Linked DNA regions of Mus musculus: region 1 is linked to region 2. The links are chromatin contacts, called in public promoter capture Hi-C maps. All regions are on one chromosome and are shown on one strand. The core of a region is the stretch at or near the end of the contact, and the rest is flanking DNA. Distances in the headings are between cores, read along the strand shown.

Evidence for each region. Capture Hi-C pulls out chosen DNA fragments and counts their contacts.
Region 1: a promoter capture Hi-C map of pancreatic islet shows a contact between it and region 2, with 5 times the contacts expected there. The contact joins the promoter of Urgcp here to the promoter of Kremen1 in region 2. A contact is called at or near these places in 3 of 39 promoter capture datasets (embryonic stem cells, hippocampal neurons and liver), 3 of 115 datasets of contacts at active chromatin or transcription factors (effector CD8 T cells, embryonic stem cells and memory CD8 T cells) and 4 of 9 other capture datasets (adipose tissue, liver, macrophages and 1 more).

Annotation. Positions count from the first base shown.
Region 1 is chr11:5,739,115-5,744,615 of GRCm38.p6, forward strand. It overlaps Urgcp (upregulator of cell proliferation), which reads right to left and starts at 2,062. Exons shown (of 6, transcript NM_178623.3): 1 at 1,983-2,062. The coding sequence starts at 1,996.
Region 2 is chr11:5,259,175-5,264,673 of GRCm38.p6, forward strand. It overlaps Kremen1 (kringle containing transmembrane protein 1), which reads right to left and starts at 2,436. Exons shown (of 9, transcript NM_032396.3): 1 at 2,261-2,436. The coding sequence starts at 2,351. Gm46268 (a long non-coding RNA gene) reads left to right here and starts at 1,843. Exons shown (of 4, transcript XR_003949640.1): 1 at 1,843-2,042; 2 at 2,542-2,908; 3 at 4,565-4,651.

The DNA.
Region 1 (5,501 bases), core at 812-3,311, 480 kb after region 2:
AGATTCCCCCAGAGACAGCTGTGGTGAGGCCGACTGGAGATGCCCTTTAGTGGTAGGCAAAGAGTCCACGGTCCCTGCCTTCTCTTCTATTTATTTAGCTCAAGACACAGTGGATTATGGGTCATCTCTCAAACACATCTTTTCTTTCTTTGACACTATGCCTAGCACATCTGTAAGGTACTCAAAACAAGTTAAGAGTTTTTTTTTTCTTTCCTCTCTAGTTCTATCATAGATCACTGACACTGCTACTTAGCAAAAAAAAAAAAAAAAAAAAAAAAAAAAAAAAAAATCAAATGTAGAGACACCCCTCCCCAGAACAGCTCCTTCCATTTCTGCCATGTATTGATCTATATTTGCTCTCTAAAACACCTAATATAGTAGTGTATGCATATCAAAGTAAGCATAGATTTCTCCTTAAATGGAGTATACTAAAAGTTTTGTGACCTCAGTTTTGTTAATAGACACCCCTTAGGAAATTACAGATTACTATTAATATTACAAATTAATTGGATCACTCACAACTAGAATCGCAAATATTAATACCACCTATATATACAGACCATGGTTCAGGCATTACACTATTCTGTTATCAGACAATACCATAATTCTGTGGGTCCAGGCACACAGAATTATTAATCCTAGGAGATCCTCCTCCAACCCCTGTCTACAAAGCAGTGTGTTTAGACACAAAATGTACTAAGCTGTCTTACAAGCCTAATGGCAGCTGCCACAGGCTCAAACACTGCCTTACACTTTCCTATGAGGCTGGGCAAGAATGTAGAGGGACCTTGGCCCTCTGGGTCCAAAGCCTGGCCTGCCCAGGATGGATCACAGTTTATTCTCCTTATGAGCTCAAAGTACTGGATACCCAGCTGGCATTGAAAAAGGCCTGGTCTCAGAAGTGCCTGCTTGCCCTCGAGCCTAGAAAGGCATTAGGCAGGTGGAAATTGCCCATGATCTGACTGGCGCCTGCAGGCCTGGATCAAGTTCAGATTGCTTCATTCACCTTCATTCAGACCACTGTACCGAGCCAAATCACTCCCTAGCATAGTGAAGTCTGCCTTTGTGGGAGAGCTAACTTCTACATGCTTCCCCCAGAAGTCCTCCTGCACCTGTAAGTCTTCTAACTGCAATGATACACAGCGTGGGCTGCTACCAGTACTACTGGGTCTGAGACCCTCTGAATGATGGCGTACAGTCAAAAAGATGTTTACCACCTATAGCGATGACCTTGAGACCCATTTTCCTTTCTGTGACATAAAAGCATTAGTCCAATCATGTCATTTCAGATCTCATAACCAGTAAAATCAAATCAAACGGTAGTAATGAACTGTTGAGAAAATGAGAAAAAAATACAAACTATGTGTCACTATATAATTTCCTAAGAACACTATTTGGGAGAGAGAACGAGCACTAGGAAAGAGGTAATACCAGAACAAGTGTAGCCATCCCACAGAAGCACCCCCACCCCCACCCCAACACAGGCAGTCTTAGATCCCGAATCCGCTTTTTCACTCTGGACAAGGGTCCAGTCCAGCTGAGCCCCACTTGCCCTGACGTGGGACAGCCTGGGGATGTCCCCTAATGACTGTGAACCCAAGCATCAACTTCCAACGCAAGCAAGTCTAAACGCCAGAAACACACGTCAGGCCTGCTAAGCCGCTCTGCGGCCTCAGCCGAGCCCTAGGACCCCGAGTCCCCTCCCGCAGCTTCCTTGCTGCCCCTCTCCAGAACCCGTTTCTCCGGCCCTGACCGGCCGCTGTCCTGGCTGGTCCTGCCCGCGGCCCTGCCGGGAGACCCTGGCCCGGCTACGACCGCCCAAGGTCGGCGGGGGAGGCCGCGGGTCGTGGACAGGCACCTGGCGGGACAGAGTCAGCCGGGGTCCGGCCGAGGCCAAGGGGGCGCCGGGTGGTGGACACGCACAGTTCCGCCCGCCCCTCGCCCAACAGGCGCCCCCCGCACACCCGGAGCGCCTCACTCACCCCGGCGACGCCATGAGCGCAGCGGCCTGGGCGCTCCCGCCTCCTCCGCTGCTTGCGCGGCTGCCGCCGGGCGCCGGGGAGGGGCCTGTAGGCCGCCCCCGCCCGCTCCGTTAGGGCGTCGGGCGCCGTGGGCTGAGCTCAGTGGAGGGCAGGCGGGCGCCTGGGGCGAGGGAGAGGACGCCCTGGGCCCAGAGCACTACCTACGGCAGCCACCGGCCAGGCCGGCCCGCTGCCCGGAGGCTGGAACTCACCTGCGGAGCCAGACCTGCCCTGGGGCCACTGACAGCTGCCAGACTGCTGGACACCACCCTCTAGTCCCCGCATTCTGATGTTAATTTCTGTAAGAAACGCACTTTCCTCTACCTCTGGGGTGTACAGTGTTGCTGTTCTAAAGGAAAACAACATCTCTCCTGCTACTAGTTCGCAGCGGGGTGGAGTAATGTTGGCCTCTGAGCTGGTTTCCCACTTTTTTTTTAAGTGTGTATATTAAGCCTTATCTTGTATTACATAGAAATAAAAAGTTTAGAACTTGTGCAGTGGGGTTTCCCAGAATCACCTACAAGCTATGAATATTTAGGCATGTAAAATTTTGAGGCTTGGTTCCAGCCCCTGCTAAATTAGTTTCAAAGACAAATTATATCTTTTAAGAGAAAATACCTAATTTAAAGAAACAAACTCTGGACTATGCAGTGCAAACCACTGCTGGTGGCATTTTTGTGTTATCACATTAAGTTGTTTTTTCAATTTATTTTTTTCATACAGTGCATTTTCCTTTCTGTGACATAAAAGCATTAGTCCAATCATGTCATTTCAGAACTCATAACCAGTAAAATCAAATCAAACGGTAGTAATGAACTGTTGAGAAAATGAGAAAAAAAATACAAACTATGTGTCACTATAATTTCCCTTCCCAGCTCCTCCCCACCTTCCTACCTTCAAGTTCTTTTTCTTTATTTTCATTGAGACAGGTTCTCTGTTTAACACTGTCCTGCCAAGAGCTTGCTGTGTAGACCAGGATGGCCTTGAATTCATGGAGTTCCACCTGCCTGCTTTTTCTCCAGAGTGCTGAGATTAAAAGTGTGCACCACCATGCGGGGCAGGGCCCAACATTGAGATAGTATTCTCTTCACCACTAAGAATATTAAACACCGGGCTGGAGAGATGGCTCAGTGGTTGAGAGCACTGAATGCTCTTCCAGAGGTCCTGAGTTCAAATCCCAGCAACCACATGGTGGCGCCCAACCATCGGTAATGAGATCTGACGCCCTCTCCTGGAGTGTCTGAAGACAGCTACAGTGTATTTACAGATAATAAAATAAATAAATCTTAAAAAAAAAGAATATTAAACACCAAAGAGATTATAAAGCACCGAAGAGATAATTGAACAATTTGCCCATCGACCAGAACACCTAGGCTGGAAACTGGGCTCTGCCTACTTACTAGCTACAGTTGCCCAGATAAGACAGGAGCTCTCCAGGGCCACCACTCCTCATTCTCTTCTTCTCTGAGGGCTAAATAAATGAATACTCCTTTAGTACAGGTTCTCTTTCAGTACTTGAATCCAGTCAGTGCTTCTGGACATTCTTGCCCTCTTCAGGAAAACAAAAGCTAACAATTACTTGAGATGTTCAGAAGACATCAGAGAGCTACCCAGGAAAGCTGACAAATGGAAAGTTCGATACAAAGTACAAATCCAGAAGAAAGGGTGAGAAAGGTTGAGGACTGGGCAATCATAAATGGCTGGATTCAAGGCAGTAATGATCGCCACTAGAGAAGGCCAGACTAAAGCAAGTTTAAAAAACCAAAACAAGCAGGGCGGTGGTGGCCTCGCCTTTAATCTCAGCACTTGGGAGGCAGAGGCAGAGGCAGAGGCAGAGGCAGAGGCAGAGGCAGAGGCAGAGGCAGAGGCAGAGGCAGAGGCAGAGGCAGAGGCAGAGGCAGAGGCACAGGCAGGTGGATTTCTGAGTTCAAGGCCAGCCTGGTCTACAAAGTGAGTTCCAGGACAGCCAGGGCTACACAGAGAAACCCTGTCTTGAACACCCCCCCCCCCAAAAAAAAACAAAACAAAACAAAACAAAAACCTAAATTGATGTGCAAAAGGAAGCCTCTTCCGCCAGGCTGTGGTAGTGCAGGCCTTCAGTCCCAGCCCTCAGGGAGCAGTGTCCCACACCACACATTGGACCAAAGGAAGCCTGTCCCCAGTTGGTTTTTGACTGGTCAATAAAGTTTCCGGTGGCTGATGACTGGGTAGGAAGACAGAGACAGGACTTTTAGGATTCCCAGGAAGGGAAGGAGGAAGAGGAGATTCCTCCAAGACCGGAGTGTAGGAGACGGACCACTCTGGAAAGGCGCAGGAGGGTGAAACAGCTGACATGTAGGTTCAGGGGAAAGCAGCCATAGGAGGGCTGCCTAGCAGGGTCCTGGGCAGCGAAGATGAAATATAGATTTAGTAAGTATTAACTCAGGGATACGGGAGGGAAGTGTGTGTGTTAGCCACGTGGAATAAGGGAGTGGCTTGGCCATTGAGCTGTTTAAGGTTATTTAAGATATAAGGCTGTGTGTGTGTGTGTGTCTTTCTTTCAGGAATCCAGAACATTGGGGCAATAGCGGCATGCGTACCCGCCAGAAAGTATAGAGCAAATTGACAAACTAACACTTCACCTCCTCGCCTCCCTTTACTAGTCGCTGCTGTCTGTGAAGGTCTCAGAGACACCCCGTCCTACATTGCCAATCTACAGAGTGAGTTCTAGGCTAGGCAGGCCTATACAATGAAACCCTGTCTCAAAAAATAAGGCAAAATAGAAATAAGTAAACCATCTCATATTATCAACTTAATTTATAAATCTTTATTTTTAAATGTTGCTTAATCTGCCTGGTTCTGCCTTCTTCAGTGCTAGGACTGAGGAATGCACAACCTCTCCCAGGAGTTTGTTTTGTTTTAAATTTTTCCTTAAAGATTTTTAAATTCATTTTTAATGAAGTATGTGTATGTGAATATTTACACATGATTGCTGGTGGCTGTGGAAACCAGAGGTATCGTATCCCCCTTATCTGGAGTCATAGGTTGAGAGCTACTGGACACAGTGCTTCAAACACAGCTTGGGTGTTCTGCAGGTGCAGTACTCTCAACTGCTGAGCCATCTCCTCTCTCATGCCCTCTTACTGCATTCTTAAGATTTATTATTTCTTATGCATGTGTGCTTTGCCTGTATATATGTCTGTGTTCCTACATGAGTGCAGTGCCCACAAAGGCTAAGAGAGAGCATTAGGTCCCCTGGAACTAGAGTTACAGATGGTTGGTTATAAACTGTCATGTGGGTGCCAGAAACACAACTCAAGTCTTCTAGAAAAACAGCCAGTGCTCTAGACTGCTGAGCCAGGTCTCAGACCCTTGTCTTAATGATGACTATTGCCTAGACAACAGAGACACATAATGCCATTCATTGAAAACAATGTATCCCATTTTTTTACATCTCATTTAGAGTAAAATGAAAAAATATTCTGATATTTGGTAAAGCCA
Region 2 (5,499 bases), core at 1,186-3,685:
CCAATAAATAAATCCTTTAAAACTTTAGATTCTAAACTAAAGCTGGTACACTGCTTACTACCAAAACCTCCCAATATGGAGATGATGAAGCTGTAGCTTTGTTTTAATCATTTTGCTTTTGGTCCACCTATTCTAAACTCTAAGTGTACTGACAGCTATATTGAGCACACCAATTTGGTCAGTACGGAGCCTAAACGCAATACTTTTTTGCTTTGAGATTTATAAAGGGAAAGTCCCAGTGATCAGGAGGCAGAGGCAGGCAGATCTCTGTGAGTTCGAGGCCAGCCTGGTCTAAAAAAGGTGGGGGGAAAGGAGGACTCACTTCATCTTAAACACTTAAATTATCCATCTATGGGGCTAAGAGAATTACTATAGAGTATGCAGGCCTTACAGGTGACCAAACTCAGGTTTTATAACAACACATATTACTGACTAATAGGACAAATTCCAGATGAGACGTTGAGGAGGATGGTGAGAGGCAAGAAAAGGCTACCACTAACCTCTGTCGCCTTTCTTATCAGTTGTGATAGAAGAGAACGCATGACAAAAGAGCAGAGAGACTGGAGATCATTTGGGGTTGACTACACACTATAATTAGAATAACATTGAAGGGGAATGAGCTAACTGTTTTTATAAAGTCAGCATTCAAAAATGCAAACCACCAGTAATTTAAATATTACAAAGTTGTGCAGAATATAAGTATTGGAATAATTTTTTCCATCCACAAAATTTTAGAGAAAATTACAGTATCACAAAATATGAAATGGTAAGTTTGGCATATTCTCAGTGTACAGCTTTTTTTTTTTTTTTTTTTAATTGGAAAGGATTTAACAAACTAGTCGCTAGGTTCTTGACAGGATATGATGCTGAAAACCATGTGGTTTGTTTCTGAAACTGCTTCTGGAACCAGAGGGGAAACATCACAAAGGCACTGATGTTGCAGAATGCTGAGGAACCCCGCTGAGGAGAGTTTGAGGGACCTAGTAAACTGTTTCACAACAGCCATAAATTTGTCCTTACCCAGGACTCCTAAATAAAAGCATACCAACTTTACCCAAGAGCTGTTGCATCTGACCTAGCAAAGCGTCGGTGCCTAACAGATGCTACCTCCCTGCAAGTGTGGGCAGAATAGGCTCACAGTGCCCTTTCCAGGAAGGAGCGCCAGTCCACTCCCACCCGTACCTCTCTCTCCATAGAGGACATTAAATCCTGAACACAAAGATGACAAAGTGGAAGGAGTTACTAGGTTACAGTTATGTTGACACGTCCTGGCTCTCGGAACGTCCCTCCCTCCCTCCCTGTTCACATACTACAAACAGTAGAAAAGAGCACATTATAGAAGTCCCATAGAAGGCAGCAATCACCTAGAAACCACTTCTACTGAGTCTCAGGTTTGGTGTGTTGGGAACTCCTCATTCTGCCGTCCCAAAACCCAGCTTTGCCTTTTGCCGGGATTCATCCTGAAAGAAATTCAGTATTCGCTGGGTAAACCAGGTGTCTAGTCCTTAGTGAACTGGGAAACACTATAATAAGTATTATTAAATCGTTTAATGACTACACATGGTGGAACACTCTAAGCAAGTTGCCTACAGTGTATCATTTAATGTTCACCAACACTGCTCATGGGAGTGAGTTACCCCCCCCCACTTTCAGATCAAGTAACAGAGGTTCAAGCAGCTTTGCCTCAAAATCACACAGAAAATAAATCTCAGCCTTTCCCCTAAATCCAAGCTGTCAAGAAAACAAAGCAACTCTGAGTTTTCTTTTACTAGTAAAACCCTGCCTTCGCAACATCACAATCCGCAACTTAGGGTGGAGACCCCAGTGGCAGGTTCACCAATGTCCTATGCTCATCAGCTCTCAACAACCTGCAAAGAAACCGAACTGGGCCAGACAACACCCTCATGCTTGTCCTTCCACTGGGAAAGGATTCCGAGGCAAGGAAGGGCGTGTGGGAACTAAGCTGCCATCCCAGCTTCCATCCTGGCCGAGAGCACCACCTCGGGCGGACGCCGCGGTGGACTCAGAGTAGTCTGCACTCGGTACGGGCGACTTTAGCCGTCACGCACCCCCTTCTCTTCCGTAAGTCGGAAGCAGAGTTCGGCAAAGTTAGAAGCCGGCACTCGGGGCAGAGTCCTGGTAACGCGGGACAGGCGCGTCCACGCCGCGTGCTGGGACAGAAGCCCGAACATCGGGTTCTCCGGGGTCCACGCGCGAGAGAGGGCGAGGGGGTTCGGGGGGGGGCCGGGGTCTCACTCACCGGGGCCGGAGCGGGGACCGGGCGCGGGCCGGGCCGCCAGAGTGAGCGCAGCGGCGGAGAGCAGCGCGAGACGGGCGGCGGGCGGCGCCATGGGCCGTCAGTGCGGGACCCCCGGGCGCGGCCCGGGGCAGAGGGGGCAGCACCGGGAGCCGGGGGCGGCCATGGGAGCAGGACGGAGCTCAGCGTCGCCCCGCCCTCGCCGCCCGGCCCGCCCCGGTCCGCCCCGGCCCGCCCCGGTCCGCCCCGGCCCGCCCTCCTCAGCGCCGCCCCGTCCTCCTCAGCACCGCCCGGATTGCCTGACGCCTGCTAGGATTCCGAGCCGGGCGGCCTGCGCATGCGCGGCCTGCCACTCACGCGCGGGAGCCCGCCCCCGCCCCACCTGGCTCCGCCCCCACAGCAGGCGCGGTGAGGCCACCCGAGGTGTGGAGTCTACAGGTGAGGGCGGGACGGGTCCTGCCTCTGAGTCCCCACGCTGAGGTTTGTCGGCGCTGACACCGGCCGAGCGCCGTGACCCCTGTTTCACCCTTACCTAGGTCGTGACTCACGCGCGAGTTCCACCACTGCGGTAGTAACCAGAACAAACCTCTTGCTCTTGCTAGGCTCGTGGTAGCGGCTAGCCAAAGCGTGTTCTGGAGTCCTCCAGTCCCGGTTCGTATCCCACTTGGTTACTCGTAAGATCTGTATAAATGTATACAGGTTTAAAGAAAACGGGGCTCCCTTCTGCTCAGTGGTATGTCGATACCGTCTGCTCCACAAAGCGGTTGTACAAAGTGAGATAATGCACGGAAACCTCGCACGCACAGTGGGGGCTCAGTAAATGTGGAGTTCTTTCTCCTTGTGGAGTCCTGCAGCTACCAAAGGGACAGCATACTGAGCCTTGTGCAGAATCCTATCATATCCGTGTCAACTAGCGCAACTTATTCTTTTAAAAATATGTATTTACAGCGGTGCAGTGGTGGCGCACGCCTTTAATCCCAGTACTCGGGAGGCAGAGGCAGATAGGTCTTGGTGTTGGAGACTAGTCTGATCTATAAAGCGAGTTCCAGAACAGCCAGGGCTATAAAACAGAAACAAAGAAAAAAATATATGTATGTATAAATGCATATGTACATACATATATGTTTTTTATTGTATGTGTATGGGTGCATGTGTAACACCAGAGGACCATTTGTGGGAGTCGGTTCTCCTTGCACTGTCGGTTCTGGGAACTCAGGTCCTCAACCTTGGTGGCAATTGTCTTTACCGATGAGCCATCACACCAGTTTTAAATTATTATTATTATTATTTTGAGTCTTGGAACTATGTAGATCAGGCTGTCCTCGCACTCACAGAGGTCTTCCTGCCTACGCCTCCCAAGTGCTAGAATAAAGGTGTGTGTCCCCACTCCCAGTTAAATTATTTTTAATTAGTATAAAATGGGTGATACACTATATATTTGCATATATATGTATCTGTGTGTATATATATATATCTCACCAATGTATTTTGCTCAACCATCAGCAAAATAGGAACCATAAAAGACCTCAAGGTCCAAAGATACGGAAGCAACAAAAGTGCCCAACTCGATGGGGCAAGCGCTGTGTCTCTTCATTAGGGGAGACTTGGGGTTCTGTGGCTTAAATTCTCGGTCTCCGCGAGGCAGCCCCCCACCCCCCAGGATCTCGAGCCTCCTTACTCCTCCTCACACCCCCAGGCAGCGGGGATTTTCCGATTGCTCTTGCTTAAAACGCCACGGCGACGCCCGGCAGGACAGGTCCGGGCTGTGCACCGAGAGCTTTCAAGTCCTTGGTCCGGGGCTGGCAAGTACAGGCCTGCACCAGGCTTGGCGGTGGCAGGAACATCTGCCCTCCTGTTCCTACTCGCTGTGCCCGGAGCAGGGCTGGGCGATCCTGGCCCCGTGGGATACCCTGGCCTACCTGGGGTACACCCACCCCTGCGCCCTGTGCCCCTCGCCCTCTCACTGGGCAGGTGTTCTCCCCAGCCTTCCCACACTCAGGAGGCAGCTCCCAGAGCTGGGCCCCAAGGGCGTAGATACCTCCCACGAGGCGCCTGCCTTTCTGTCCCTCTCCACCCACACGACCCAGAGCTGTGGCAAGAAGAATCTTGTTCAATCGTTTGCTTTCCCTGTTGTTCCTGAATTCAAGAACCCTAGGTGTTTCTGAGTGGACGCCCCCACCGCCCAGTGGACACACCCTTCACTTACTAGTGAGAACTCAGCCTCCAGGTTCCACACGTGGGACTGTTGTGTATATATATATATATTTTTTTTTCTTTTCTTTTCTTTTTTCTTCCTTTTTAACTGAGGGCCTAACATGACCCATGGACATCGGACATTACGGAGCAGAGAGCTTCGGCCCACAGCTGCAACAAGGAAAGAGCAATACGATTATGGTTAAGTCTGTGGTAACAATAAAGGGGCTACCCCAGGGGCCTGTGATATGGGGAGACACCACCGAAGCCAGTGCTCCACAAGGCTGCTTCACTGAGGTTGTTTTTAAGGGCCATAGGGCTTTTTGGTGATGCGCCTGCTTTTAAGTCACTCAGCTTCTGTCGTGAGACTGGATAAATTCGTTGGTTACAAAGCTGGGTTCGGGAGGAGTCTTCCTTGTCTGCTGTCGGAGCTAAATTTAGGGTGAATGGGTGTTTGTTCATACCTCCTCAGGCAAGGCAACCCAACACCAGCCTGTTTGCTCCTCCAGGAAGCCCTGTGACCTCTACCCTACACTCTTGGCTCTCCCCTCAAATGCAGCATTACCTTCAAAGACAATTTAAACCAACAGCGAACATTGGTGCAGACACTAGGTAGGGTGAGCCTTGCCCCACTCCACGAATAGTCAGACATGGATGGGGATATAGCTCAGTTAGAGTGTTTACTTAGCATGCACAAAGGCCTGCTCTCGACACCAAAGAAACAAGGTGGGTGCCTGTCATCTCCAGATTGGGAGGTAGAGGCAGGAGAATCAAGAGAGTTCAAGGTCACCCTCAACTACTCAAGTGCAAAGCCAGCCTAGATGGATTTTGTGGCACTGTCTCAAAACAAAGACAGACAGGAACATGGGCAGTGCTGAGGACAGCTCAGATGTGTGTGAGTGTGTGTGTGGGTGGGTGAGTGTGTGTGTGTGTGTGTGTGTGTGTGTAGGGTATTTCAGACACCCAGGATACTACAGAGACACCAATAAGATGTACTCTCTGTGCCTGTGTGGCCAGCGCTCTAGTGAGTCCCACCTCCAACCCTAGCA